Linked DNA regions of Mus musculus: regions 1, 2, 4, 5, 6 and 7 are each linked to region 3. Evidence: chromatin contacts called from public HiCAR-type, HiChIP or PLAC-seq and promoter capture Hi-C data. All regions are on one chromosome and are shown on one strand. The core of a region is the stretch at or near the end of the contact, and the rest is flanking DNA. Distances in the headings are between cores, read along the strand shown.

What was found. Promoter capture Hi-C pulls out the DNA fragments that hold promoters and counts their contacts. HiCAR-type assays count read pairs that join an accessible place to other places. HiChIP or PLAC-seq counts read pairs in DNA pulled down with a chosen protein or histone mark. Capture Hi-C pulls out chosen DNA fragments and counts their contacts.
Region 1: a contact with region 3 is called in a promoter capture Hi-C map of adipose tissue, with 4 times the contacts expected there. The contact joins the promoter of Casp8ap2 here to the promoter of Akirin2 in region 3. A contact is called at or near these places in 3 of 39 promoter capture datasets (hippocampal neurons and liver), 1 of 484 Hi-C or Micro-C datasets (uterus), 1 of 115 datasets of contacts at active chromatin or transcription factors (astrocytes) and 2 of 9 other capture datasets (adipose tissue and liver).
Region 2: a contact with region 3 is called in a HiCAR-type map of astrocytes, with 5 times the contacts expected there. The contact joins the promoter of Pm20d2 here to the promoter of Akirin2 in region 3. A contact is called at or near these places in 3 of 39 promoter capture datasets (hippocampal neurons and liver) and 2 of 115 datasets of contacts at active chromatin or transcription factors (astrocytes and forebrain).
Region 4: a contact with region 3 is called in a promoter capture Hi-C map of liver, with 4 times the contacts expected there. The contact joins the enhancer-like site here to the promoter of Akirin2 in region 3. A contact is called at or near these places in 4 of 39 promoter capture datasets (erythroid cells, hippocampal neurons and liver), 1 of 484 Hi-C or Micro-C datasets (myocytes) and 4 of 115 datasets of contacts at active chromatin or transcription factors (the NIH/3T3 cell line, cardiomyocytes, large pre-B cells and 1 more).
Region 5: a HiCAR-type map of astrocytes shows a contact between it and region 3, with 5 times the contacts expected there. The contact joins the promoter of Ankrd6 here to the promoter of Akirin2 in region 3. A contact is called at or near these places in 1 of 39 promoter capture datasets (hippocampal neurons) and 1 of 115 datasets of contacts at active chromatin or transcription factors (astrocytes).
Region 6: a contact with region 3 is called in a promoter capture Hi-C map of liver, with 8 times the contacts expected there. The contact joins the promoter of Mdn1 here to the promoter of Akirin2 in region 3. A contact is called at or near these places in 5 of 39 promoter capture datasets (cranial neural crest, erythroid cells, hippocampal neurons and 1 more), 1 of 484 Hi-C or Micro-C datasets (B cells) and 1 of 9 other capture datasets (adipose tissue).
Region 7: an H3K27ac HiChIP or PLAC-seq map of extraembryonic endoderm stem cells shows a contact between it and region 3, with 12 times the contacts expected there. The contact joins the promoter of Rngtt here to the promoter of Akirin2 in region 3. A contact is called at or near these places in 18 of 39 promoter capture datasets (the 3T3-L1 cell line, 3T3-L1-derived adipocytes, the C10 cell line and 12 more), 6 of 484 Hi-C or Micro-C datasets (CD4 T cells, erythroblasts, muscle stem cells and 3 more), 16 of 115 datasets of contacts at active chromatin or transcription factors (acute myeloid leukemia, astrocytes, cardiomyocytes and 11 more) and 3 of 9 other capture datasets (adipose tissue, liver and pancreatic islet).

Annotation. Positions count from the first base shown.
Region 1 is chr4:32,614,149-32,616,920 of GRCm38.p6, reverse strand. It overlaps Casp8ap2 (caspase 8 associated protein 2), which reads right to left and starts at 1,451. Exons shown (of 11, transcript NM_001122978.2): 1 at 1,429-1,451.
Region 2 is chr4:33,188,453-33,191,152 of GRCm38.p6, reverse strand. It overlaps Pm20d2 (peptidase M20 domain containing 2), which reads left to right and starts at 1,416. Exons shown (of 7, transcript NM_001034867.2): 1 at 1,416-2,222. The coding sequence starts at 1,773.
Region 3 is chr4:34,549,261-34,551,960 of GRCm38.p6, reverse strand. Akirin2 (akirin 2) reads right to left here and starts at 1,346. Exons shown (of 5, transcript NM_001007589.3): 1 at 688-1,346. The coding sequence starts at 916.
Region 4 is chr4:33,260,050-33,262,749 of GRCm38.p6, reverse strand. No RefSeq gene overlaps it. Among named protein-coding and RNA genes, the nearest start is that of Pnrc1, 13 kb to the right of the region's middle. Within about 2 kb of position 1,264, at least 210 of the 459 cell types and tissues checked have an H3K27ac peak or open chromatin away from gene starts, as enhancers often do. A contact at or near this core is called in the NIH/3T3 cell line, cardiomyocytes, erythroid cells and 2 more, where this site is marked.
Region 5 is chr4:32,949,574-32,952,273 of GRCm38.p6, reverse strand. It overlaps Ankrd6 (ankyrin repeat domain 6), which reads left to right and starts at 1,448. Exons shown (of 16, transcript NM_001012451.1): 1 at 1,448-1,527.
Region 6 is chr4:32,655,789-32,658,488 of GRCm38.p6, reverse strand. Mdn1 (midasin AAA ATPase 1) reads right to left here and starts at 1,370. Exons shown (of 102, transcript NM_001081392.1): 1 at 1,137-1,370. The coding sequence starts at 1,238.
Region 7 is chr4:33,308,996-33,311,767 of GRCm38.p6, reverse strand. Rngtt (RNA guanylyltransferase and 5'-phosphatase) reads right to left here and starts at 1,457. Exons shown (of 16, transcript NM_011884.3): 1 at 1,244-1,457. The coding sequence starts at 1,307.

The DNA.
Region 1 (2,772 bases), core at 202-2,701, 1.9 Mb after region 3:
GTTGGATCCCTAACAGATTTTTCTTAAAAGAAAAGGAGAGTTAAGATGATTTGGGGCTCATTAGCATCATGGTGACAGGTATATTAAAAAAAAAATTACAAGTCAGTGAGTCTCCCAGGGTGGGAAGATAGGAGAAGAAAGAGAGAGAGAGAATATGAAAGGTAGAGGAGTGAGAGAGATCTTTCTATACTTCTTCTCATCTCCCATCTGAGTTACTACTGAGAGGAGTGGTACACCTTTGAAACATGCAGAGGCCAAGTTTTAAAAACCAAGAAGCTAATGATTGATTAATAACAGCTGCTGGGCTAGGAAGGTTGCTCAGTAGTGTGCAGTCCTCACAGCTTTGAAAAGGCCAGTCCCTAGCACCAAAATGTTCTTTAAAAATTTTACAGGTTGATAACCATTATCTGGAAGGATAAACAGCTTCAACAGATTCATAAGCAAATGCATAGAGAAAGGGGTCATCTAATCTTTTCTGAAAGCAGTATGAAGTTCAAATTTTTCAATACACAAAAGCATACATTTGTAGAAGGAAAACAACCAGGCAAAAGCTAAGAGGCAAATCTCACTCTAGGTTCTGAGGATGAGACAGGCATGAAAAGCAGCATACATTACACAAGTCAAGTATTGATATAAGTGCGCTAAGTACTCCTTTAAATTATCCTGAAGCTCCTATCAAGTCTATATTATTCCTTATCCCGTCTAAATAGATGAGGAACCTAACAGAGCCAATTAGAAAATCTGCTGCAGCCAACAGCTAGAAAGTGGAGAGCTGGGATAAATTCCAGTCAGATGTCAAAAATCAAAAACACCCCTTAAAACATAAATCTCTGGACATATCCCGTAAGATGGCAGGAAATACTATGGAAAAAAAATAATTTGGGGTATGGTAACAGAGCCAAGAAGTCTTGCCTAGTGGCCTAGTCCCTTCCAAGGCGGGGTTGAAGCTCATAGGAGAAAGGCCTTCAGCGAGAAGTTTGGTGTTGGTGTGGCGAGAAAAGACCGCCAAGAGGATCCTTGAAGCACTAATGCTTCCTGAGAATTCTACATTCCCATGTCAGGGATGGTTCGAGGCGCTGCGGAGAGCACATAAACAACTTCTTCTCTCAAGCTTTCAGCTTGGGAAACTGCCCCTGTCACTGATCGCCCGACCCTCGGGACAGCCCCTTCTCCACACTCACCGAGAGCTCGGCAGTAGGGACTTGGGAGACACGGGTGGGGGAGGGGAGGGGCGCGCTGTAGACCCGGCGATGTTCCGGGTGCTCGCCCCAGCGCCCCCCGAGACGCTCCGAGGGGCGCTCCCCGAGGACGGCAGCTGGCTCCTCGAGGCCCAGCCAGGCACAACCCTTCGCCCAGAGCGTAAGCCATCCCAGGCGGCACCCCGCTGCCTCTCCCCAGCAGCCCCGCGACAGGCCCTCAGGAACTTACCCGGCCGGCCAGCCCCGCACAGCGGCCGCTGTCCGGACGCCAGGCGCTCCGCCGTCTCCACCAATCGCAGCTCACGGTAAGGACGCCAGGGCGGGACCGAGCGCCGACAACCAATTAGATAAGACGCAAAGCACGTCTCGGCGCACACAGCCAGTTCCCGCCATTGAAGGCGGAAAAAAAGATTCCAGTTGGCGCCAAACTCTGGTACTTACTCTTCTGTGGCTCCGAAGGGAAGTGGGCGGGCCGTGACCTCAGTGACAACGGGGCGGGGTTTCTCCGCGGAAAAGACGTCACCAGAGCGGAAGTGGGGCGGGTCTGGGAGACGCTAATGAAAGGGAAAGTAAAGGTGGAGGCTCCTAGCTGTTTTGGCTGAGAGCAAGTGGAGAAGGCTTGAGGTCTTTAGTGTATAAATTGTGTCAGCTGCGCGCTAGACAGCGCTAAGATCTGACCTTTAAGATGCCATCCTGGATGGTGAACGTAGCGTAGAATTACTAATTCAGCGGGATAGAAGAAGGTTTTTGTTTTTGTTTTTCCGTATTAAACTTTTTTATGTAAAGCCGGGCGTGGTGGCGCACGCCTTTAATCCCAGCACTTGGGAGGCAGAGGCAGGTGGATTTCAGAGTTCGAGGCCAGCCTGGTCTACAGAGTGAGTTCCAGGACAGCCAGTGCTACACAGAGAAACCCTGTCACGAAAAACCAAACCAAAAAAAAAAAAAATATATATATATATATATATATATACATATATATATACAATAAATTATTTTTATCGTTTTTCCCCTACCCGAACGCATCTCTGATCCCACCTCCTTACCCACCGAACTTCATGTTCTCTTTCTCAAAAAAAGAAAGAAAAAAGGAAAAAGAAACAAAAAAGAAACCAGTAAGAAAAAACAAACAAAGCCAAGACAATACAAAACGAAACAAAAAGCTCAGACACAAAAACATGGAATTCAATTTATATTGGTCAACTACTCCTGGGTATTGTCCCTTCCCCAAAGTCTGGCTGATAGACCAGTGCCACTCTACTAAAGAAAACTGCTGTCTCCTTTCTCTGCAGGTTGAATTCAACTGCAAATACCTCCTCAGGCTTGAACCCCAACGGGTCTTATGAGGGTTATCGGCCTCTGCATTCATATATTTATTAGTCCTGTTGTGTCTGTTCCTTGGATGACACAGTTCTTGGAGTCATCCGCCACCTCTGGCTGTTGAGAGTCTCTCTGCCTCCTTTTGGGTAATGGGTCCCTGATCCTTGAGGCAAAGGGTTTGATGAAGGCGTCCCATTTAGGGCTAAGTGCTCCAAAGATTCACTCTCTGCCCATTGTTAGTTGCTTCCTACTGTAA
Region 2 (2,700 bases), core at 167-2,666, 1.4 Mb after region 3:
CATCAGATGACAACAGTATTACTTTGTAACAAGCAACCTAAATAGCAGCTTGTCTCTAAAGTTTATACACAAGCCTGTGTGTAGCTGTCTAATGAGAACAAACAGGATTTCCACTGCTATTGGCAGAGCTCTGCTGTAAAAATTTATTGAAGATGAATGATTGTGTCCATTGTGATATAAATAGATGATTTGTGAATTCAGATGTCACAAGCAATCAAGTGTAGTGGTTAGATGTTGTCTTTTGTGGAAATCTGTGCCCAGTACTTAGTGAGTTGTATAATCTTGGATGCCCATCTGTAATTTGAAGATAATAGTCACACTAAAAACCTCATAGGTTGGGATGAGAAATAGGTATTAACATTTAAAACATCCAGAAAAGCACTTGGTGCAGAGTGAGTGATCTTATTATTTTGACATTATTCTGGCTTTTAGCCAGTTCACTGAGCAAAATAATCTGGAGTCTCATAGATGCTGGAGGACTCCTGTAAAGGAGTTACAAGAGTAAAGTTAAGAAAATGACGGTGGGGCTGGAGGACCAGGGTTCAGTTCCCATTCACCCAGAGGGTGGCTCGCAATCATGTGTAACTCGTTTCAGGCGATCTGACGCCCTCTTCTGACCTCCTCAGGCACCAGACTCGGTGTGCACGCATACATTCAGACAAAACAAACAAAATAACACAAAAAAATGTTAAAAAAAGTTTTAAAAAAGGAAAGTGAGTCCATTCATGAATTTATATCACATTTATTGTGTTTAGGGAAAAGTTTCATTCGGTTAGGGTGTTAACTAAGGACAGTTTTTTTCACGTTAGAGTGTGACCTGGACTCTGGCGTTTTAGGGTATAAACTAGTAAAAATTGATTACAGTCTGCCTTTTTCTTCTCTTCATTCCTTCCACTTCCCTCGAGTTTACTCTGTATAGCCCTGGCTGTCCTGGAACTCACTTTGTAGACCAAGCTGGCCTCGAACTCAGAGATCCACCTGCCTCTGCCTCCCAAATGCTTGGGATTAAAGGCGTGCACTCCTTAAAAAAATCATATATATATATATATATATATATATATATATATATATATATATATATATGGTATCTTATTTGACCTAGTTGTGGCAATTTAAGAGAGGGTAGAATAGGAAGAACACGCAGAAGCTTTTAATACAAGAAAACCTCAGACTACTAATTATTAGGTGTGTATCATCAATAACAATTTTGAACTTGTATCACTCTGGAGGAAAAGGAGAGTATGACTTCTTGAATTTCCTCATCGGGTAACTTTAGACCCGTTATGAACACAAGCTGTGCAAATCATGTTACTTGGGCTTGTCAATCAAAATTTTGGATAAAACTTGTCCTATACAATTCCTCTTCTTAGGAGTTGGCGCCCCAGCTCCAGGCCGAGCCTTGAGGGCGGAGCTACAGGGCAACTCCTGACCTGGGGGGTGGGGGGTTAAGTTAGAGTTAGGGTGGTGCTGTACGGTGGGCGAGCGCGGGGCGCTGGTCGCCGAAGCCGCCGAGGGCGGCCGAGGACTGATTAGGACAGCCGAGCGGTGCGGACTGCCAAGGGCTGCCGAGGCGCCTAGCCTTGCGGAGGGCTGCCAAGGACAGCTAAGCGTTGCCAAGGGCGGCCAAGCGCTGCCAAGGTGCCGCCGAGCGTTGCATAGGACTGGCAAGGACTGCCGAGCGGCGCCGAGCGTTGCCGAAGTCAGATAAGACAGCCGAGCGCCGCCGAGCCTCGCAGAGGGCGGACGAGGAGAGACCGCAGCACGCCCGCGCCATGGGTCCGGTGGTGGAGCGGCCGGCCGAGCCCGGCACGAGCAGCGCCGCCGAGCTGGAGCTGCTGAAACGGCGAGCGGCCGAGCGCATCGACGAGGCGGCCGAGCGCCTGGGCGCGCTGAGCCGCGCCATCTGGAGCGCGCCCGAGCTGGCCTACGAAGAGCACCGCGCGCACGGCGAGCTCACGCGCTTCTTCGAGTGCGAGCCGCCGGCCGCCTCGTGGGCGGTGCAGCCGCACTTCGGGCTCCCCACCGCCTTCCGTGCCGAGTGGGCGCCGCCGGAGTCCGCGGCGGGGCCCCGCGCGCTGCAGGTGGCCTTCCTGTGCGAGTACGACGCGCTGCCAGCCCTGGGCCACGCCTGCGGCCACAACCTCATCGCCGAGGTCGGGGTGGCTGCGGCGCTCGGCCTGCGGGCTGCGCTGGAGAGCATCGCTGCGCCGCCGCCGGTCAAGGTGAGCCACTCCGGGCCAGCGCGGGGCGTGCCGGATCCAGCCCGGAGTGCCAGACCAGTCGGAGTACCAGACCGGTTATTTTTGGTGGCAGACAGCTGCAGTTTGCTCATTGGGTCGTGTGCTATCTGGAGGAAATAAATGGAGACTTAACAAACAAAAGATTTTGATTTGAATAATTGGTATTTGTATAGTAAATTTCAGTGTTTAGAACTACCAGGCTGCCAAACCACTAAAGAGCAGAACTAACGGAGAAGCTAACAAAACATTTACTACGTAGATAGGTTCATATTTAAGTGTACATTTTATTTCATATTAAACAGGCGTCTCGGTTCTTTAAGCAGGAAAATGTCGTGCATGTCTGTCTTGGGCAGGTCCGATCTTGTGTTTACTCTTTAGGATAGTGTATTTAATTCTGTGAGCAAGGTTATATGTCACAACTCAGCTCGGCTCACCCGCCAGTGGCAGTAATGTAATCCTC
Region 3 (2,700 bases), core at 97-2,596:
GGCTAGGTTGTTTTCTCCCAACATACTTCATTGGGATAACTAAAGCATTTACAAATAAACTAGTCAGTCTCAATTTGAAGTACACCTTCCTTTTCATTAAAAGTTCAGGATCTCTTAAGGACTGGACGCATAGTGAGATCACATTACAGTACTCGGGAAGAACATTTGCTTTGTTGTTGACCCTGCTAGGGAAACAGGTCTTGACTCAGCCAAAGTGGCGTTCTTGTGGGTGATTAATGACAGGCCTACAACTCGCCCCAGTGACATCCATCCCCCTCCAAACCCCACCCCTTCTATACTAAAACCAGCCAAGTCTAAAATGGAGGAGGGGCTGCCTTCTCGCCTCAAACCACTCAGTCACTGAGTTAATAGCTGCAACCAATCGATTCAGCCCAAGAGACCCGGAGATTCGGGTGAAATGTGACCCTTCTCTCGCCTGACTTATGAATAATATCACCCTCTCTGATCATTTCCGCTGGGGCTCTACATAAGGAAACGATTCTAGGGATCTAGCCCCAAATGATCTGCCTCACAATGAGGGACCCCCACAATGCCGGCCAACCCGACTCGTACCCACCCAACCTGCCGACACCACCCCCACCTCGGTTCAGGCCCTTCCTTCCCTTTGTGTCCGCACCCAAGCTCCCGGCCGCAGCCCACCCCGGCAGCCCCGGGGCCGAGGCCCACCTGTGGTGAGCCGGGAAGAGACGTCGCCGAAGGGGGAAGGCTCCATCCGGAGATACTTCTGCGGCGAGGCGGCCGCGGCCGAGGCGGCGGCGGCGGCGGTGGCGGCGGCAGGGGAGGCGGCAGCCGAAGCCGGCGCCGACAAAGGCGCGCACCGCCTCCGCTTCGGAGATGCGGGGCTCAGCAGCGGGTCGAAATCCAGAGTCCTTTTCAGAGTGGCTCCGCACGCCATGGTGGCGGGCGGCCGAGGCTCGGCTCGGGCGGGGCCGGGAAGGACGGGGGCAAACGGGCCCTCCGAGGTGCCCGGTGGGTGTGGGGCCCGGGACGGCGGAGCCGCGACAGGGCAGGCGGGCGAGGCGCGAGGGTCGCGCCGCCGGCTCGGGGCCGCTCCCGAGAGGCCGGGCCGCCCCCGCCGTGCGCTCGGGCTGAGCGCGCCGGGGCTCCTGCGCGGAGACCCGCTCCCTTCGGAAGTGGACCCGGCCAGTGGCGCGACCCAGACGCGATCTCCGACACGCCGGTGCAGACGGAAGCTCGTGAGTGGCGGCCACGCGCGGGAGCTGCGAGGTAGCCCGGCCGTACAGAGCTAAGCAATGCACTCGACCCTCTCTTCTCCACGGAACAACTCTGCCACCCGCCGCCGGCCCCAATATGGCGTCAATAACAACGCCGCCGATTCAAATCCTGCGGCCCCAGGGCGCCTGCGCACCGGGGGCGGGCCCGCCAGAGTGCATTCTGGGATTTGTGGGGTTTCGTGAAGGGCAGGGATCGGCCTGAAAGGCGGTTACCCAGAAGTCACAGAAACTACGACTCCCGTCATCCAAGGCGCACGATCCCAAGTTCCGGGTTGGAATTTAAATACCCCCTCATAAGTAAGAGAGTTTAAAAAAAAAAAAAAAAAAAAAAGACCTAAGGAAGAGAAAGGAGAGCCTGTGAGACAGTGGGGAAGAGGAAGCGAACCCATTGGAAAAGCAAGCTAAGCACTTTAGAGACCCTGTGAAGATTTGGCATAGTGACTTAAACGGGATATAACAAAGAGCCAGTCTAATATTTGGAGAGAGATTAATTTAGCTGTCAGGAGCGCCAAAAAACCAAATCTGTCACATGGAGGAGATAGGAAATAATGAAAACACCAATTTGGGTCCTCGAGACAGAACGACAGTAATAATATCAGATTACAGGATCTTTGAAGTCTGTGCTTTGCGCTTCCCAGATAGGTACTTGTTTGCTTATTAAATTCTGCATAGCTGAAAAGGAGCACAAAGTCAATTGTTTACTATGAGCAGAGAGCGATCAACACCAGAAATTTGTTGAGTTTGGAAGGCTGGGTGGGGTCTAGGGAAAGGCAAGCAAATAAATGCCTAGGGAGCAGGACCCATCTTTATTAGCAAAGTGGGAAGAAATATTTCTAAAATTTGTTTTTTCATCAACTATCTAAAATAGGGATCGACTACAGCACTGATGAAGTAATTTATGTAGATACTTTATATCTTCTGCCTGTGGATGCTAGCTCTCCACCAAGATTATAAGTATTAATACGCCTAATGCTCACTCTTTTCTGCTTACTCAGAAATCAACATATGTGGCTGCTTTATAGTTGTTTTGGACAATACCTCTCTATATATCCATTTGTTTAGAATTGTTCACCACCACAAAGATCAGCTTTCTTGATCACACTGTATAAGCAACTCTGTCACACTTATTTTAATTTAGAATATAGTTCTTAGAAAGTATCTTTTGAGAAAGACCAGCATTCTATGAAACAGTCACTTAACTAAGACTTGTACTAAGGATGTGTTTATTAAATTATAAAAACTCCAGGAAATCTGTTATTGTGCTGAAACTGACTGGACGTTCATACTTTATGTAAGAGCAGAATAAGAAAAGTTCTTGACTTTTTTTTTTCCTTTGGAGATAAGATCTGATATCAAATTCACTGGGTAGCCAAAGATGACCTTGAACTTTTGACCCTCCCACCTCTACCTCCTGAGAACTAAGGTTAAGATGATTGGCGTGTGC
Region 4 (2,700 bases), core at 15-2,514, 1.3 Mb after region 3:
GATGGCTCAGCAGTTAAGAGCACTGACTGCTCTCTTCCAGAGGTTCTGAGTTCAATTCCCAGCAACCACATGGTGGCTCACAACCATCTGTAATGAGATCTGATGCCCTCTTCTGGTGTATCTGAAGACAGCTACAGTGTACTCACATACATAAAATAAATAAATAAATAATCTTTAAAAAAGAAAAAAGAATACCCAACATAAAATTAAATAGAAAAAGGGGAAATATAGCTGGGTGTCATGTGCAAACTTGTAAGTCCTAACATTACAAGGCAAAGGCAAAAGGGTTGGCATGAGTTTGAGGTCATCTCAGGGTACCTATCAAGTCTACAGGCGACAGGGCTACCTACTGAGAACCTGTTTCAAAACCAGGAAATCAAAAAGTAACATGTAAATCACAGACAAATAAGGTTACAAGAGGGGATGTCCTGTACGGTTACTCTGAAGACCCGAGAAGATGCTATAGAGGTCCAAAGTAAACAAGGACATGTGATAACGGGAAAGAGGGAGAAGCCAAACAAACAGCCTAGAAAAACTGTCCCAGTTCATGTGACACTAGGAAGAGCCAGGGTAGGAAGTCTGGAAGGATTCTCAGAGGTACAACTCCAGGAAGACACAACTAAGTTCAGAAGCCTCATGGGAACCAGGTAGTGTGGTTGGTCCTACATAATTTGAGGGGCTGAGAGCATGCCACAAGTTGAAGTTATTCTGGACCATAGAGTGAAACCATAGTCTGAAAAAAAAAATGGTGGGCAATGCGTGAAACGGGTGGGTTAGGAGAGCACCAGGATAGAAGAGGCTGGAGAATGGCTGACAGCGTCTTCCCTTGTCTTAGGCATGACCCGTTCCAAGGAGACTTTGGGTTGGCCTGCCACTGCTGTATTCTAAAAGCACTTCATCCTGACATCAGTTCTTAAGTTTCCCAACACAGTGTAAGTCTGGAATATTCATGGGCTGCTCACCAAGTGAAGAACGATTACAAAGTAACTTCTGAATAGAGACTGTGACTCAGCCAGTCTCACCTCACTCCACTCTCGGACTTTCAAGGGTCCACGTAAATCCTGCCAACACAGCATGCCAGTCACTGCTCAGTCTCAGCCACACCTCAGATTCACGTTGATGACAAAGTGTAAGTCTGGCAGGATGGGTCACATGCACGCTCTGCTTCTTCCTGCCAGCAACCTCATGGCCAAGGCCTTCCTGCCCTGTCTGCCTACTTTGGTATTAAAAGCAGCCACACCCCAGTAGGAGAGCACATCCCACCAGCTGGCTGCGGGGAGGGAGACGTGAGTGACAACCCACTGGACTTTGCCAGGAAGGGAAAGGGCAGGTGCTGGCCAAGAAGTGTTGCAATTCAGGAAATTTCTGGCCTTGGGCAAGCTGCCGACATCCCTTGCTGTGCAGTAGCCTGGCTTCTAGTTTGTTTAACTCTTACTGGAAACAAACATGTGACGAGTGACCCAGTTCTTTCCCAGTGGAATTTCTTTCCTCGGTGTGCCCTCGGAGGATTCTTGACAACTAAAAGTCACCACTCACTGCCCCTTTAGCTTCACTTTGACTTTAAATTTCAAATATGTAATTTCAAGATTCCAGTTTGGGTGTAGTCTCTCTCTCACTCTCTCCTCCCCTCACTCTTTTTCCCTCCTTCCTGTTTTTCTTTTTAAGAAGAGTTGGCATTTATTGAGAAACGTAGCTAACCATTGTACCACATGCCTGTAATTCCAATACTCAGGAGGAAGGTCAGGGATTCAACATCACTATCTGCTACGAAGGCCAGCCTGGACAACCTGAGGAGGTGGGGGGGGGGGGGGGGGAGAAGGAGAAGGAGGAGGAGAGGAAGAGAAAGGAGGAGGAGGAAATAAAAAAAGTGGGGAGGGGGGAAGACACCAAACAAACACAAACTCAAAAAACCAGAGTGAGATGGATTAGCAGGTAAGGGTGCCTGCCTTAGTCAGGGTTTGTATTCCTGCACAAAACATCATGACCAAGAAACATGTTGGGGAGGAAAGGGTTTATTCAACTTATACTTCCACATTGCTGTTCACCAAAGAAATCCAGGACAGGAACTCACACAGGGCAGGAGCTGATGCAGAGGCCATGGAGGGGTGCTGCTTACTGGCTTGCTGTCCCTGGCTTGCTCAGTTCTAGAACTACCAGCCCAGGGATGGCACCACAGGGGGTTAGGCCCTCCTCCTTGATCACTAATTGAGAAAATGCCTTACAGCTGGATCTCATGGAGGCCTTTCCCCAAGGGAGGCTCCTTTCTGAGATAACTCCTGTTTGTGTCAAGTTGACACACAAAGCCAGCCAGTACACCCCCACACACACCCACACACACAAACACACACACACACACACACACACACACCCCTACTCCCTGTTTAAAATGTTTAAATGATGTGGTTACAGGCTTCTCAGGACTGAGTCATCATTCTGTTGCCAGTGTTGTTTTATTTGGGGGAGGCAGGGGGATTTTATTGTTGTTGTTTTAAAGATTTACTTTTAATTATGTGTGAATCTGAGTGTGGGTATGGGCAGATAGATACCTGTATAGACCAGCAAAGGGTGTCAGATTCCCTGGAACTGAAGTTAGAGGCAGTTATGAGCTGTCCAAAAAGATGCTAAGAACCAAACTCAGGTCCTCTGTAAGAGCAGCTCAGGCCCCTGACTGTCCTAGAGTGGAGAGATCAGACAGGCTGA
Region 5 (2,700 bases), core at 199-2,698, 1.6 Mb after region 3:
AGATTGAAAACAAATTTCTCCCAGAAGAGTTTTCACACTTTGCTAAATAAAACAGCTGCTGAGACTGGGAGGGAACGGCGGACGGGGGTTGGGGGTGGGTGGTGGGTGGTGGTGGTGGTGGCGGCGAGGGTGGTAGGGGGCGCAGAGTGGGGGAGCATTCCCAAATAGTTTCGGAGGATCAAGTGCTTAACTCTCTTCTAGGGTGGGCGGGGAGGGGGTTTTGGAGTGTCTCCTGTTTGAAGCTTTCAGGAGGCAAAAGGAAACAGATACTCTAAGGAAAAGGAGGTTCTCTCCTTGAAACCCAGCTATATTCCAGAGAGGGTGTGAAAAAAAAAAATCGCTTCACCGTAAATTTATCACCAGCCTCAGGTAAGATCGAAGCGTCATGTTCACCGTTCTACCTGCTGACCTCTCCACCTCTGTGAGCAAAAGGTTCCATCACTCATTTGTCATCAGATCGTGTGTGTGTGTGTGTGCGTGTGCGCGTGTGCGTGTGCGCGTGCGTGAGAGAGAGAGAGAGAGCATGCACATGCGCGCGCATGCATGCCTGCATGTGTGCATGTATGTGTGTTAACTTTCTTGCTTGCATTTATATGTATATCGGTGCTGAGGGATTTGAATTTGGGTTCTCATGCTTCATCAGAGCGCACTTTACCCACTAAGTCCTGAGCAGCCAACCCCATGAGATTTTTCTTGAGTAGAATGGCATTCATATAAGGCTGGAAATAGCATTGATTATCTGAGCCTGGTCATTGGGACTGCTATGAATTTGAAATAAACACATTCTTTGAAGTAACCTTTTGTTTACATTAGGCTCCAGGCTTACCACACTCCTAAATCGCTCAGTAAGTTGTTCTTTTTCTTTTCTTCTTGAGGCAGGCTCACATAGGCCAGATGTTGCAGACATTTGTTGGAGTGTAACCCCCTAGTTTATGCTGCCCGGGGAGCTCTTTTAGGTACTGAAAAAGTAGCTGTGGCAGTGAGAGACAAAAACAGTCAAGACAACAGTATGTAAGGCGTACTTGGAACCCGCGGGTGAGGACTGATGTCCCTGCTGGTCCTTCACCAGGCAGCAGCGGGAGAGAGGATGCCCGACCCTCTCTTTGCAGCAGCTTCCTCGGTTTCCATCGGCTCCAGAAAGCCGGCCACAGGTGGAGGGCTGGAGGGTTCTCCGCTCAGTCCATCCAATTGGTGCGCCTGGTGCCCGATGCCGCTGAGGAAACAGCCCTCAGCGCGGGTGTCCTCCCGCTGCTCGTGGGTCCCAGTGGGAGCCACCCCGCACCTCCGGGATGTGCGGTTCGGGAGGATCGTGTGCAATGACCAGCGGCCGCTGCGGGGCGCTGTAGCCCTGCGGACAGCCGGGTGGGGCGTGGCCCGAGGGGCGTGGCGTGGAGTATGGGGCGGGGCCGGCGGGGCCCTCAGGCATCCAGGCCACGCGCGGTGGAGCGTGGGGCGAGCGGCTGCGGGCAAGGAGCGCAGCGGCCCGCGAGCTCCGTGCGGAGCGGCCGGCCGGCGCGGGAGCGAAAGGTACTGGGCATAGTCGCCGGCTCCTGCGAGTGCTAGTAATCCTCCAGGAGCGCTCATGGGGACACTGGGAGGGGGCGTCGCTGGCAGGGGCGCGCTCCTTAGTGGCCGTCTGGCTCCGGGCGCTCTCGACGTCGCGCGTGTGGGGAAGTGCTTGCCCTGCAAACTCTTCCGCAGCCCAGGGCAAGGGCAGTTCCCACGGTCGTTTGGAGCACGGCTGGTCCCGCGGGGCCTTAGGGCCTTGTGCGCCGCCTTTCGGGCTCAGGATTCTCTTACTTGCCTAGGGCATTGAAATGTATCGCTTCCTGTAGATTTGGGGAGCTGGAGAGAAGGGGGATCATTATGGCTGATCCAAAAGGAGTTGTACTTTGTGAAGCTGGCCAAGAACGTTTCCCCCGAAGTGCATTGAGAGAATTCACGTGGTGGTAAGGTGTGTGTGTGTGTTTACCACTTTGATGGCATGAGACTGAGTTGTGAAACCACCAGTTAGGTGTGCGACTGGAAAACCCACGTCTTCAAGCCTTAATAGTTAGAGCTGTGAACTGAAAGCATCATACATAACCTTGAAGTTGACATCAGGCTTTATGGCGGGCATCGTTCCTGTGAGGCGAGGCTCTTGGCTGGTGGTAGCCATGTGTATTAAATTGATACTGATTGAATGTAATGGAAAGAACTTGGACAGTGACCAATCACACCCAGGTGCGAGGTTGTCCCAAGTGTTCAGATTGATACTGACTAACGGTTTCTCATCTTTAAAATATCTGTTACGTGAGTAGTTGGGATAATTAACTTCCTTTGTTACCCTGATTGTATACTTAGCATATGGTGAGTAAGTTTTGTTTTGTTTTATCCTGAGAATACAATGGCCAGAGGATGGCTCATCTGGCAGACTCTTGCCACCAGACAATTGGAGTTTGATTCGCAGAAGGTGTGACAAGGTGGAACTGACTCTCTCACCAGTCGTGGTGTCCTCTGACCTCTTCATGGGCTGAGGTTCATACACACACACACAACATAAATAAACTAGGAATTCATATTACAATTAGGAGGGGTTTCTGCCCTCTCAGCTTGAGGGAAGGAGCAGTCTGAGAAAAAAAATGAGGGAAAATTGGACACCAGACAACAGTTAGTTATAAATTGTTGAGAAGTCTAACCAAAGCTGATTTTTAAAATCAA
Region 6 (2,700 bases), core at 121-2,620, 1.9 Mb after region 3:
CTGGTCTTGACACCTGCCTTGAATCCTAGCAGTCTATGTAGAGGCCAACCTGGTCTACACAGTGAACTCGGAGACATACAGAGCTACATAATAGAGATGTTATCTCAAAAGGAAAAAACAAACAAGATGCCTTTTGGCTAAGGGTGTAATTCAGTGACAGAAAGTAGGTTCAACACCTCGGGAAAAACTCTCAGAATTTTCTCTGGCGAATTCTACAATGCTGCAAATGGCTCAGGTTCATTCATCTACAACAGTGACTTTCAACCTTCCTAATGCTACAATCCTTCAATACAGTTCCTCATTTTGTGGTAACCCCAAATCATAAAATTATTTTCGTTGCTAACTCATAACTGTAATTTTGCTACTGTTATGAATCGTAATGTAAATATGCTGGTCTTAGGCGACCCACAGGTTGCGAACCACTGGATGGGCTACACTGCTGTTGACTGCTAAAACAATGGAGTGTGTATGTACTTTATGCACTCTTGGCTGAGAGTTTTACAAAATTAAAATCACGTCTCTCTTGACTCAAGCTTACAGACAGAGCAGGTAAGGAAACTTAGAAAGAAATTAAAACGCAAAGTGAAAACTTGTCTAGTAAGGATGCTCAACTCAGGCAAAAGCCAATACGGCAAAGCTCTTGAAAACACATGACTCATTTGGTAAAAAAAATAAAAATAAAAAAAATAAAATTTAAAAAGTCTTTCATCTCCCAATTTAACTGTCTTGTTAAAACCTTCAGCTGTTTGTTATGAACGGTCACCGAAGAAGACGCGAACTCCCCGGGTGTAGAGACAAGATTTTTGCGTCTCCTCAGTGGTGTATTGAGACGCCCAGAAAAAATACTATGGATGTTCGTCAGTGGGCCAAAGGGTCAAAGTAAAGAAAAGCATCCTTAAAAGCATCCGAGGGGTGGGGAAAGGGAAGGAAAAGCACGTGTCTGGGGGGTGGGGAGGCGGACAGAAGCAGCCTCGCAGAAAAACCAACCGCGCCGATTCCTGAAGGGCATGAACTCCACCAGGGCCTGAGCGCCGGGCAGGGGGCGAGGAAATGGAAGCTGACCCCGAAAAACAAAGGCCCTTTCCCGGGACTCGGCGCTCCGCGACCCGGGCCCGCCTCCCTTCGCCCACGCTCACCGACTTGGCCAGGAACCTGTTCAGCTCGCCGCTGCTCTTCTCGTTCTTGGCGGCGATTAGCCGCAGCGGCCCGGATACCAGCTCCACAGAGAGGTGCTCCATAGTCTCCGGCCGCGGCCACGGGGCCGCGGGGTGACGGCCGAAAACCCACGACGGCAAGAAGACCCCCGAAAGCCGGCAAGCAGACACACACGTGGTGAAGGAATTCACGTTGCGTCATCAACCCGCGGCGGCGCGACTACTGCCACGCCCCCGTGGGCGGAAATGCGTCACTGCCGCGCCACTGCTAGTAGGAAGGGAAGCGGAAGTAGCTTTTGAGGTTAGCCGGTTGACTGATCCTTCTGAGAGTGAAATTCGCGTCGCCAAACGAGGAGCTGCCGGCGCGTGCGACCTAAGCGCACAGTGACTTACTCTGTATCAACACAGGTCCTGTGTGAAAGATAAGCGGATTCGCTGTCCAAGATTGTTGCCCATAAAAAGAGTGACCTTTTGAGAAAAATGGCCCTGAAGTATTCTTACAAATCCTGGAAATAATTGCTTAATTAAAAAAAGAGTAGGAGTTAGTGAGATGCCTTAGTCGGCTAAAAGCTCTTGTAATGCAAGCCTGATGCCCAGAGTTTGATTTGTGACCTCTATTTTACACCATGGCACGTGTGGGCCTTCACACACTTCGCGCATACTCCCCGTAGTAATAATGATTCCAGAAAGGCTGCGGAGTGCACAAAGTTAGAATTGTTAAGATGAAGGTCACGAACAAGTTAAACCTATAATGATGTCAAACAAAATATATTGAGAGGGATTGACAATAAAGAAGCCCATTACCAGCATAGTGCAGCTTACAACCATTTGTAACTCCATCTCTATGAGATAAAACGCCCTCTTCTGGCCTCTGTGGCATACATACATACATACATGTGGCACACAACACACACACCAGTTTTTGTTTTGTTTTGTTTTTTTGAGATAGGATTTCTTTGTAACCCTGGCTGTCCTGGAACTTGCTCTGTAGACAGGGCAGGCCTCTGACCTCAGAGATCCGCCTGCCTCTGCCTCCCCAGGGCTGGGATTGAAGGCGTGACTTTAACACCTGGCTGCTTTGCTTTTTGGTGGTGAGAACTGACTAGATGACTCAGCAGTTAAAAGATGCTTTCCCCTAAGTCTGGCAAACTGATTTCAATCTCTGAAACCCACCCAAAGAACTTGGATAAAAGTTTACTCTAAGTGCAGAGAAAGGAAGCTTCTTCCAGCTGTGGAGGCACTAACAATGAACACCCAGAAAGGCATTCAACCCCCAGAGCAGCAGCAGATTGGTATATTGTGGAAAGTGTCACACCAAAAATGAAATAAAATCCAGGGATCCAATCAGATGCAGAGGATATGGATACAGAATAAAGTACAAGAAAAGGACTAGCCGGCCAGTGGTGTATGCCTTTAATCCCAGCACTTGGAAGGCAGAGGCAGGCAGATTTCTGAGTTCAAGACCAGTCTGGTCTACAGAGTGAGTTCCAGGACAGCCGGGGTTACACAGAGAAACCCTATCTCAAAAAAACAGAAAAGAAGAGAA
Region 7 (2,772 bases), core at 208-2,707, 1.2 Mb after region 3:
ATCCTGACCCACGCATAACACAACTGTTTCTTCCTATATGTGCTGAAATCTTCACATAAGCTCCATCCTAAAACTTCCTGCTTTGTGTTACCCAGCACAGCTTTAAAACAAAAAGTTACAGTTTTAATATACAGGTTTTAGCTCAAGAGTTAAGAAAAAGCCGGGCGTGGTACACGCCTTTAATCCCAGCACTCGGTAGGCAGAGGCAGGCGGATTTCTGAGTTCGAGGCCAGCCTGGTCTACAAAGTGAGCTCCAGGACAGCCAGGGCTATACAGAGAAACCCTGTGTCGAAAAAATACAAAACAAAACAAAAAAAAAAAAAAGAAAAAAGAAAGAAAGAAAAGAAAAAGAGAGTCACTCAGAATAAAGACAACCAGAAAGCAAGGGTGTGGGCTTCTAAGAGAGTGTGGGTACCAGCTAGCTCCTCAATAGGGAGCCACAGCTCACTGTATTTTGCCTGGTGTTCAGATAGCTAAAAAGAGAGAAAGGAAACGCTTATGTCTCATAACTCCGATAAGGAGACTTAGCAGATCTTTGCAAACACCTGCCCGATAATTACTCTATAGCTGAGTAAATCCTGTGAAAACAGAACTTGTATTCCTTCCTCAATTTTAATCACAAAAATGTTTTTGGCTTCTAGGTCCAGCAGACAAAGTTCCTAATTGCTATCTAACCCGGTTGCTGGTAACTGTGGAGCCTGGTCCTTTAAAGTTACCATGTGCGATGTCTCCACGGATTCAGAGAACTGTGCCTCCGTTATTTCATGTGTATTCCCTGGAATACATGTGTGTGGTCCAAAACTATCAAACTGTACACTTTGAAGTCACTGTTCTTTTAGCCAAGCAGTGACCCGAGCCTATAATCCCAGCTCGCAAGTTCGGGGATGAGTCCACTATACGTCAAACTCAAGATGGCAACATTCCGCAAAAAGTCAATTTTTAATAACAAAACCAAAAGTCCCCCGCTATCCAGCCTCGCGTCTCTTTAAGCTTTCCTTCAATTTCCAGGCTCACACCCAGCTACTCTCTTTCCGAAAACAAGTCTCGCCAAGACAGCGAGACCCAGTCTCCAAAATATCACAAAGAGGTTCACAAACTTTAAGCTCTAGAAGCGTCTGGTCCACCTCCGGTCCTCACTCCTCCGCCTTGCGGGAGTCCCGACTGGCGACCACCAAGCGCGCGGTCCCCCAGGCCCGGCCGGCGCAGTGAGATTCGAACCCTCCCGCAGCCCCCTCCCGGGTACCTGCCACCGGCTGACCGCGCCGCGGACAGTTCAGCCACCGCGGCGGGATCTTGTTGTAAGCCATGTCTGTGCCGCCTCGCCGATAGCTCCACAGCAAACCAGCCCGGACCCCAACGGCAGCAGCTCTACCCGGGTCCTCAGCGGCGCGCCACTTTCATTCAGGTTCGACTCCGCGGCTCCCGGCGAACCCACAATGCACTGCGACTTCCGCCCCAAAGGGCCCGCCCCCTTTCTTCCGAGGTCAGGCGAAATGGAAGCCCCGCCCAAGTGAGGGAGGGGAAGCTGCTGAGAACTAGATAGGCGGTTCCACCTGGCCCGCCCCCTTCAGCCCCGCCCCTGTATCTCAGGGCGCCGGCCTCTGCCACGCCCCGCCCCTGTTTTGCCTTTGTGAGTACTCTAATGACTGGTGTCTCTTTTTTTCCATCTAAACCGGAGAAACCCCCAAAGTAGAAGGAATCCAAGCTTCTTTCCACCTGTGGACTGACCTGCTACATTCAGAAGGGTATTTCACAGGTGAAAAAGTGCTTTTCCGTTAATCATAGCTCAAATTTGATGTCTCTGCTGGATCTGGGTCATTTGAGAATCCTCCCTTTACCTGCATCAAAAAGTCCGGAAAACCAGAGTCTAGGTTATTATAAATGAGTTTTCTTTTTTTGGCGAAGTGTAGGGGACGTGCTTCCGACGACCCATAAAACATCAAAAATTAGTTCCAGAAGCCTTAAGACTATCATTTCTGGAGCAGATGGTTTTGATGTGGTGTTTGTTTGTTTTGTTTATTGCTGGTTTTCACCTTTTTTTTTTTTTTTTTTTTTTTTTTTTTTTTGGTTTTTCGAGACAAGGTTTCTCTGTATAGTCCTGGCTGTCCTGGAACTCACTTTGTAGACCAGGCTGGCCTCGAACTCAGAAATCCACCTGCCTCTGCCTCCCGAGTGCTGGGATCAAAGGCTTGCGCCACCACACCCGGCTTCGCCCATTCTTGAGATTTAAAACACCATATGAAAAGCTGTAGCTATAAGCTTGGTTGTGGGCCACTAGGAGCAAGCTGGTTCTTCCTTATAATCCCTTCAGTCATCAACTTGACATGCCTGAGAAGAGGAAACCTCGATTGAGGACCTAATTGACCTGTGGCCCTGTCTATTGGGCATTTTCTTGATTGCTAATTGTGGTGGTTTGACTGTGCTTTGCCCATGGGAAGGGGCACTGTTAAGTATGGCCTTATTGGAGGAGGTGTAGCCTTGTTAGAGGAAGTGTGTCACTGTGGGGTGGGCTTTGAGGTCTCTGTGTGTGTGCGTGCGTGTGTGTGTGTGTGTGTGTGTGTGTGCACGCGTGCGCGCACGCACGCACGCTCGCACATGATCAAGTCTGGCAGAGACAGTCTCCTCCTAGCCGCAGTTGGATCAAGACATAGAACTCTCAGCTTTCTCCAGCACCATGTTTGCCTGGATACTGCCATGTTTCATGCCTTTATGATAATGGACTGAACATCTGAACCTGTAAGTCAGCTACAATTAAATGTTGTCCTGGTCATG